Regions from separate parts of the Zea mays genome. Here all the other regions are linked to region 3. The links are chromatin contacts, called in public Hi-C maps. All regions are on one chromosome and are shown on one strand. The core of a region is the stretch at or near the end of the contact, and the rest is flanking DNA. Distances in the headings are between cores, read along the strand shown. Region 1 holds the start of LOC100273763. Region 2 holds the start of LOC542519 (Peptidyl-prolyl cis-trans isomerase FKBP12). Region 3 has its middle 15 kb from the start of LOC100381340.

What was found. A called contact is a pair of places that touch in the nucleus more often than the background predicts.
Region 1: a Hi-C map of leaf shows a contact between it and region 3, with 2.5 times the contacts expected there. The contact joins the promoter of LOC100273763 here to the enhancer-like site in region 3.
Region 2: a contact with region 3 is called in a Hi-C map of tassel, with 4 times the contacts expected there. The contact joins the promoter of LOC542519 here to the enhancer-like site in region 3. A contact is called at or near these places in 2 of 25 Hi-C or Micro-C datasets (ear and tassel).

The regions. Positions count from the first base shown.
Region 1 is chr5:217,579,805-217,582,504 of Zm-B73-REFERENCE-NAM-5.0, reverse strand. LOC100273763 reads right to left here and starts at 1,347. Exons shown (of 23, transcript NM_001360436.1): 1 at 1,189-1,347; 2 at 910-979; 3 at 86-784. The coding sequence starts at 957. LOC103627772 (a long non-coding RNA gene) reads right to left here. Exons shown (of 4, transcript XR_002262548.3): 4 at 2,638-2,700.
Region 2 is chr5:217,596,958-217,599,657 of Zm-B73-REFERENCE-NAM-5.0, reverse strand. It overlaps LOC542519 (Peptidyl-prolyl cis-trans isomerase FKBP12), which reads left to right and starts at 1,255. Exons shown (of 5, transcript NM_001112067.2): 1 at 1,255-1,466; 2 at 1,799-1,832; 3 at 1,956-2,017; 4 at 2,447-2,499. The coding sequence starts at 1,379.
Region 3 is chr5:217,823,065-217,825,764 of Zm-B73-REFERENCE-NAM-5.0, reverse strand. No RefSeq gene overlaps it. Among protein-coding and RNA genes, the nearest start is that of LOC100381340, 15 kb to the right of the region's middle. Within about 2 kb of position 1,269, at least 20 of the 20 cell types and tissues checked have an H3K27ac peak or open chromatin away from gene starts, as enhancers often do. A contact at or near this core is called in ear, leaf and tassel, where this site is marked.

The DNA of each region.
Region 1 (2,700 bases), core at 98-2,597, 240 kb after region 3:
TGGAACTTACAGATGGTGCTATCACATAGAAAAAGAGTGGGGTAGATGAATGAAAAATCTTTGTAAATAAACAAAGAAAACTAACCAATTTACGTGTTGATTTCACATCCTCTCGAGCGGGGACATGAGCAGAATGGCTGTCATGTTGGTATCGCATCCTCGCTGGAGCTGCTGCACGATTCTTAGGACCCAAATTGTTTGCTTCTCTTCGGGCTGGACCAGTATGGGAGTACTCTGATACATACCCACCCTTGGAGGTCACACCATTGCTCTGCCCTTCCACCTGGCTAGAAAATTCGGAGGTGCCTGGAGATACGGAGTACTCCTCATCAGCATACTCAACGACCCGTGCCTGCGGCCGTCCCAACGGCTGTGCCTTAGCTCTTGGCAGTGCCGTGTCACGCGAAGAGCTCAAGTCCGAGTAGCCATCATCAGTGGAGTAGTAGCTCTGCTGCCCAGGCATGGTGGCGTAGCGGTAGAGGGGAACGGCCGTTCGTCGGGTCACGTCGTCGCGGCGGGGTGACGAGTCGACCGAGTACCTGCCGCTGCAGACCTCGATCTCATCGTTGTCCGACGACTCGTCCATGTCGGATCCCGAGGCGGCGGTGCCGTCGTCGCTGCGCAGCGAGGAGCGTGACAGCGGCACCGTCGCGCCGCGCGGCATGTGGCCGCTCCGAAACTTCTCCGGCGTCGGCATGCCAAGCCCGCCGCGGCCGGCCGCTCCGCGCACGGCACGCAGCGCGTCCATCCGGTCGTGGCTATGCAGCGCCGCCGCTCCCTGGCCCTGCAGACGCATTCCACCAACAACCACCACCAGGGACACACAAAAAAACACGCATCAGAGAACGGGAACCCGAAGCCGCAGCAGCTGAACTCAGCTAGGGCCGGCGGCGCGGCGAGCTCACTCACCTCTCGCACCCACTTGAGGGCGTCGCGATCTAGCCCCTCCGTGAACATGGCCAGCGCATGCGGGTTCCAACTGAAACGGACGAAGAGAACAAAATCGAGCAAAAATCAGAAAAAATCCCGAGCCAGCCGCACCAAATGCGGGTGATTCCCAGACCCGAAAACCCCTCGAAAAATTTTCCCGCAGCCGCAGATTTGAACACGGGAGGAATTTCGGGGGGGGGGGGGGGGGGGGGGGGGGGGGATGGGAGTCGGCTGAATCGTGCAGGGAGAAATGCTTACTTGGGAGCCGAATCTACGCGCGGATTTGTCGCTGGGAGTGACGCGAGCGCCCCGGATTTGAATTTCTTCGGACGAGCGTCGGGACGAACTCTGCGAGCAGCGCAGCGCAGCGCGGTGGCCGACAGCGACGGGAGCGTCGAGCGCGATGGAGTGTACGGGGAGTGGACGAGTGGGGAAGGCGGAGCCGAGCAGGAGGAAAGGGACAAGTACGAGTTTATTAGCTCATGGGCGTAACTAGAAAAAATACTAAAACCCCACTGCCTTCGAATAAACAGGAAAGGGACGGGCGAAACTTTTGCAGTTAGGCCCTCTGTTGGCCCGGTATTACCGTACGGTATCATATAGTATATCATAGAAATGCATTGTTCCTTCTCTTCGAACAAAATAGGCGCATATCAAACAATTGATTGGAGAACAACGCTGCCAGTTTAACACGCGGTAATTTTACTATCTTTTATTACTCCGTATATTATATATATACGGTGCATAGGTGATTAGGTGCAGTAACCGTCCCCAAGTTATGCAAGCAATAGCATTTATCCTGAGCAAAGAGGGGCCTATATGCGAAAAAGCGCCCCAACGATAGCTGGCCCATTCTCTTTTGGCCGACGGTTTCCTTTCTTTCCGTTGAGCCTCGCCGTAGGCCACAATAGCCCTGTTTGTTTCGGCTTCTGGCAGCTTCTGGCCACCAAAAGCTACTGCGGACTGCCAAACGCTCAGTTTTTCAGACAGCTTCTATAAAATTCGTTGGGGGCAAAAACCATCCAAAATCAACATAAACATATAATCGGTTGAGTCGTTGTAATAGTAGGAATTCGTTACTTTCTAGATCCTGAGCCCTATAAACAACTTTATCTTCCTCTACACGTAATCGTAATAATACTTAGATTCTCCCCACAGCCAGATTCTCTCCACAGCCGGATTTTCAGAAAAGTTGGTCAGAAAAAAGCTAAACCAAACAGACCCATGTGGAGAGTCGCTCGGAATCAGCTGCGTTCACCGACCGAGCGGAGCAGCGTTGACGACGTCAGGGCGCGCGCGGCAACGTCGGGGGAACAGGGGCCCTCCCGTAACGGTCGAAACGTTAGTGGTGACCGGGTTGGGACGTCGTGGGCCCGTGGCGGTGGTGGGCAAGAGCTAGCTGTGCTACTGTGGAGGAGAATGACCGAGTGGAGTGGGGTGGACTAGATGGAGTTTGGACCGGCCGGCCGAACGCTTGCCTCCTGCCCTCTCCCGCAGCGCACGCTGGTCCGTTCGATCCGGCGGGGCTACACGTGGCGGGCATCGAGGACGGTACATCGCGTGGGCCTCCCGTGTTCTGTGTCTGGGGCGGCGCATGGGGAGCCGTGGGGAGGAGCGGTCACATGGCTGCGGGGGCCGCGTGTCGGTACCTTTTCCGAACGGCGTGGTCGGAGGAGTCATGACCTAAGGTACCGTTTGGTTCAAAAATTTGTAACGTAATGGATAAACGATAACGTTAAATCATATTTGTTTTAGTTCAACCGTAATTAG
Region 2 (2,700 bases), core at 6-2,505, 230 kb after region 3:
GGTTGAAAGAGACCCGGCCTTTGTGGCCTCCTCAACGGGGAGTAGGTTTGAGAGAACCGAACCTCGGTAAAACAAATCCGCGTGTCTCACTTCATTATTCGCTTGCGATTTGTTTTGCGCCCTCTCTCGCGGACTCTATTATATTTCTAACGCTAACCCGGCTTATAGTTGTGATTATTTTTGAGATTTTCAGTTTCGCCCTATTCACCCCCCCTCTAGGCGACTTTCAAACTTCTTTTATTCTAAATTGCTTTTCCTGTGGAAAATTGGTCTGTTTGTACTTGCGAGGGAGTGGGATATTGTGTCGCTATGTCTTTTTTTAGTTTTCTATATTCACTAGATATGTGCTAGTGCGTTGCCACGAAAGTAAAAAATAGTATGAAACATATATACGAAACGACAAGTATCACTATAATATGCAAAATCCATGTGACAAAATATCACCGTAACACTGTTATTATATTGACGATATAAATATATATAATATTATTATAAATACATGGCGGAGGCAGGACGGAAAGGAGACAAAAAACAGCAACGAGGATTGTTCGAAGGTACTCCTTTGCCTCCTCTGCTAAGCCGACTTTGATCTCTCTTGTTGATATCTTATTCATCAATAGTTATGTGCCCATGTGTTGGTATCGTATCTATATATCACATAGTTAAACCTTATTTAAATGGAATATATGCAATAATTCAACAATCTAAAAACATTAAAAATGGTATGATGTTTTGTGCTGAAGGCAACAAAACAGAGATCACTCTAAACTACAACATGGAAGGAGATGTCGGCGGCAAGATGGGAAGCGTTCAGAGGAACAGCCGAACAGGCACAGGCAATAGAGGTCACAACAAGAACAACAGTTTGTTCACTCGATGAACAACAAAAACAGCTTTGAAAATTTGATCTCTACCACTTCGGTAGCAGTACGATGCGGTGAGAGATTATGCACGAGGCATGCAAATTAACAAGACTCATACAAGCGCGGAACAGTATGTTGATGGGACACAAGGGTAACAGAATCCTAACATGTTTGTCTTCCGAGCAATCTTTTTGCAGACCCCAAAGAAATATAAGATTCGATCAATTATGTGTCATGCTCATCCCAGACACACGTAGCAATAACATAGAAAGCGATCATCTGGCTGCGTGCAAAAATGTCCATCGGACGGCAGAGGAAAAAAGACATTGGGCACCTTGCTGCACATAGATGCCGCGGGGACAAATATCGCCCCACTGGCCAGTGGCCACGCACTATCCGACACTAGGCCACCACCAGCGGGCGGGCTCCAGTCGCAACTCGCAACACAGACGCCGCCGCCGCCCAAAGAAAGACGTCAACTCCAGGAGACAAGATAGTGAGAACTGAAGAGAAGGATGGGCTTCGAGAAGCAGATCCTGAGATCCGGCACCGGCCCCAAGCCGATAAAGGGCCAGAAGGTCACCGTTCACTGCACCGGCTACGGTTCGCTTCTTCCCTTCACCCCCATAAACCTCTGGTTTACTTACTACGTTGTTCTTGGATCTGAATCACTTTTTAGGGTTTAGAGTTAGATGCTTTCAGATCCATTCGTGCAGTAGCCTCGATGTATAAGCGGCGACTCCTTTTTCGTCGGCTTTGATGCTTGGGATGCGATGTTCAGTCGTAAGATTGAGATCGATCTGATCCAGAGTTGCAAGCGGACCTTGTGCAATGCATAATTCGTTTATCTTCCATTTTGTATTATATGACTAACACCATCTGATCTGCAGTAGTCGTTCGCTAACTTTTGCTTGCTGCTCTGGGTTTGTTTTCAGGGAAGGATCGTGATCTGTCCAAGAAATTTTGGAGGTAAACAATCAATCTGTTCTCTTGATCTACACCGAAGTGTAGCGCATCAGTGGAATAGGCACGTGTACACTGGAAGTAGTTCTTTTCCTGTCAGTCACTGTGTTCTGTTGCTGTGTCTTTCAGCACCAAGGACCCTGGGCAGCAGCCATTCAGTTTCAGCATTGGTCAGGGTTCAGTGATCAAAGGTAATCCTGCCACAGATAATCAGTTCATGTCGAAACCTAAAAACTTTGCCTGTTGGTTGTATTCACGTGAATTACTTGCTTTGCGATTTAGCAAGGGTCTGTTGATCTTATTTATAGATGCGGCATGAGCTTTACTTATCATGATGTTTTGTTTCTGGTAGAGCTCCAAATTTGCATTGTTTGCTTTATATTATTCTCTTTTACCCATGGTTTTAAACTGCCAGTCATGCTTTCCGTGACACATTAACCCAGATGAAGCCTAGAGCATTTTAGACTTTTCCAAAAGTGAGCAAATACTGTTCAGGGTCAGCCCAGTTTCATGTTGCATGCCAAAACTCCACAGGCCTGCAAACAAAACTATGGTATATTAGCCAAATAAGCAGACAGCAGTTCCAATTACTGTTGTGCTAATTGCTCTGTTTCCTATAGGATGGGACGAGGGAGTTATGACCATGCAAGTGGGTGAAGTTGCTCGTATCCAGGTATGCCCCTCAGACGTCGAATTAGTCTGAATGTGTTTGCTTTACTGGCTCTTCTAGCATTTTATTACTACTGCAACTTTGAAGGCACTCTATCTCTTGATGGAAGTAACTTCTAAAAAAACTTTGCTGTGACTACGGATTTTTGCCTTTCTGCAGTGCATTATCTTTGCCCTGATAAACTGTTATCACTTGATATTCTTC
Region 3 (2,700 bases), core at 20-2,519:
CCAATTAATTATGTGTAGAGAACTCACCTTTGCACCATAGTTTCACCAGGATTTGCATTATGGCTCGAACTAAGTCCTAAAAGGACTTTTTCTCACAGAATTGTGTTAGATATCAAACAAAAGTGCTAGAGACATAGTATTAGGCATATGAAACTTATGTGAGTACCCAAACCTCATGGTTTCACCCTTTAACCCAAAGTTGTACTTTATAGCCTCTATTTTAGCTCTTTAGGATTTAGTGCCTTCAAATTGCCTTCAAATGGACCTGTGCTCATACTCATATCAAACTCGTTAGTTCCGTTTCATAGAGATGAGAGGAAATTAAGAGAGACTAAATTTTCTTCTATTAAATTTTAACTGACTTGCGATTTGTCTGGTCTGGCTTTTGGTTTTGATTTTTATCTTCCAAAAAGCTAAAAGCTAAACCAAAGAGATGAATTCAGGAAACAATTTTTTTTTCAAAACCCAGTTTTCATCATTATAAAATTGAAAGCACATCTAAATATGTTTTTAGTGGCTTTCAGATATAACTGTGCAAATAAACATGGAAGAATTTTTAGTGACTTCCACCGAATGATTTTTTAACTTTTTATAACTTTCAGCTTAACGATTTGTTTTTACATCTATAGCCCAACCAAACATATATTTTTTTTAATCTGCTCAAAGCCTGTTCAGTCCACTCCACCGAAGATGCACTCAACAGGCGAACATCGTCTGGCGACCGGCGACCGCACGCAAACGTCCCCGTCGTCCCGTCCACACACTTTTTGCACGGCAGAGGGCCAACTACTACAGATTAGTCCCTGGCGCGACGCAGCCTTTCTCTCAGCTCTTCTTCTTCTTCTAGCACTGATCCGGCTAAAACTTATATTATCTCCCATAGAATTGTTTTGTCTGGAAGCATGGGGATCCCCACTGTTCACGAAGTACACCCAGCATGTAACGTAGGGCTACCACAAGTAGAAACGCTAGGCCTCGGCAGGCTGAAAGGCTACGAGAACCACCCTTCGGCGGCCTACCAGTACCAGTACGTTCCGCGACACCGACACTGACACGGGCGCAGTAATTACGGCCGGAACGGGGCACCGACGAGACGACCGATCAGTCCGTAGAAGAAGGCTGCGGACCCGTCGGGTCGGGGCGCAGCTAGCTGTCGCGATCAACGCACACGTTTCTCTGGCGGGTAACCGAGTACAAGAAGACAACTGTACAACGTAGAGCACTGTGCAGCTGGGCTGAGCAGACGGCTAGGCGAACTCACGGGCAGAGCAGTGATCCTGAGCCGGATCCACGGAGCAGGGACAGCGCGGGCGACGAGTGACCCTCGTACTGTACGTGCCAAACCGCAGCAGTCGTCACTCCGCTCGTCAGGCGGGCAGCGACCAGCGAGCCACTGGCCGGGGGAAGACGACGACGCTGTGGGCGGCTTTGTGGGTCCGGAGACCAGCAGCCAGCAGGGAAGCTGGGAAGGCAAGGGGCGCTCGGATCTCCTGTGCTCTACGTATCTGACTGCGTTCGATCAGTTGGACTGTTGGAGTTATCTCCCTCTCGGATCTCCAGCAGGGAAGGGAACCAGGGTTTGGGTTGGGCAACGTTTGTGCGGGGGTACGTCAGGCCGACACGCATGCTCGCTCCATAAAGGAGGCCTTAAATCCCGGAGACTACGTACCAAAGAACAGTTCCGTTGTGAGATCGACCTCATTTTGCACCTCGGGATTTGCTCCAACCACCTCTCGTGACAGTGATGGAACCACGACTCGAAAGGTGGTGGTGGGGGAGGCGCACAGCACAGGAGCGAAGCAGTACCACTGAACTGCGTATCGTACACAGTAACACAGCAACTAACATCTGTGCCCTTGGGGATGGGAGAGGCACGGGCTGATGAGACTGGGTGTGGGACGACGACGTGGGTGGGCGATGGGGCGGCGCGGTTCACGGCGACTGAGAATCGCTTTGCCAGGACAGCAGGAGTGTCAATAGCAACCAACAGGAGATGGTATCTCGCCGGCTCTCGGCCCACTGCCTCGATCTGCACCGCTGCTCTCTAGCAGCAGCCCCGGCCCCACCCACGACATGACGGAGAGTGGCACTGGTACCTCACCAACACTTTGGAGCGTCTGTAGGCTGAACATCTGATTTCTATTCGCCGACGACGTATGCCTTCACCCATCTATTCGTCATAGTCGCAGTACTCCAAATCTCTGCAATGGACGATAAGATGGTTAAGCCGTCTCCCAGTGCTGTTTCTGAAGCCTTCTTTGCTCTCAAGTCTGATCGAACTCGCAATTACCAATCGTATGCTACTACAGCGGCATGGCGGATTTTACTTTGACCCGTGCAGGTGCAGGACTGCAGGCAAGGTTACCTGGATTATAGAATGGGCCCTCCGGCGATGTTGGCGCCGGCGGCGTGGACCCGCTGCACTGCCGCGCCCTCGAGCACTCTTTCTTTGTCGCCCTAGACATGCTTCACCGTCCCTCACGACTCTGCTTTAATGCGATCTACGTGCTCGGCGAAAGTTTTGTGTAGGACAAAAATGAATAAACTATGTTGCTGGTTGGAGTTAGTCATTTTAGTACGCATGGAAAAGGAGAGCGAAGTCAGAAAGGTGAAATACAAATTTAGAACGTGTTGGCGAATTCAATTTTACAATATATACGTATTGAAAAATTTGTTATTTGTTTTCATAGTATATATATA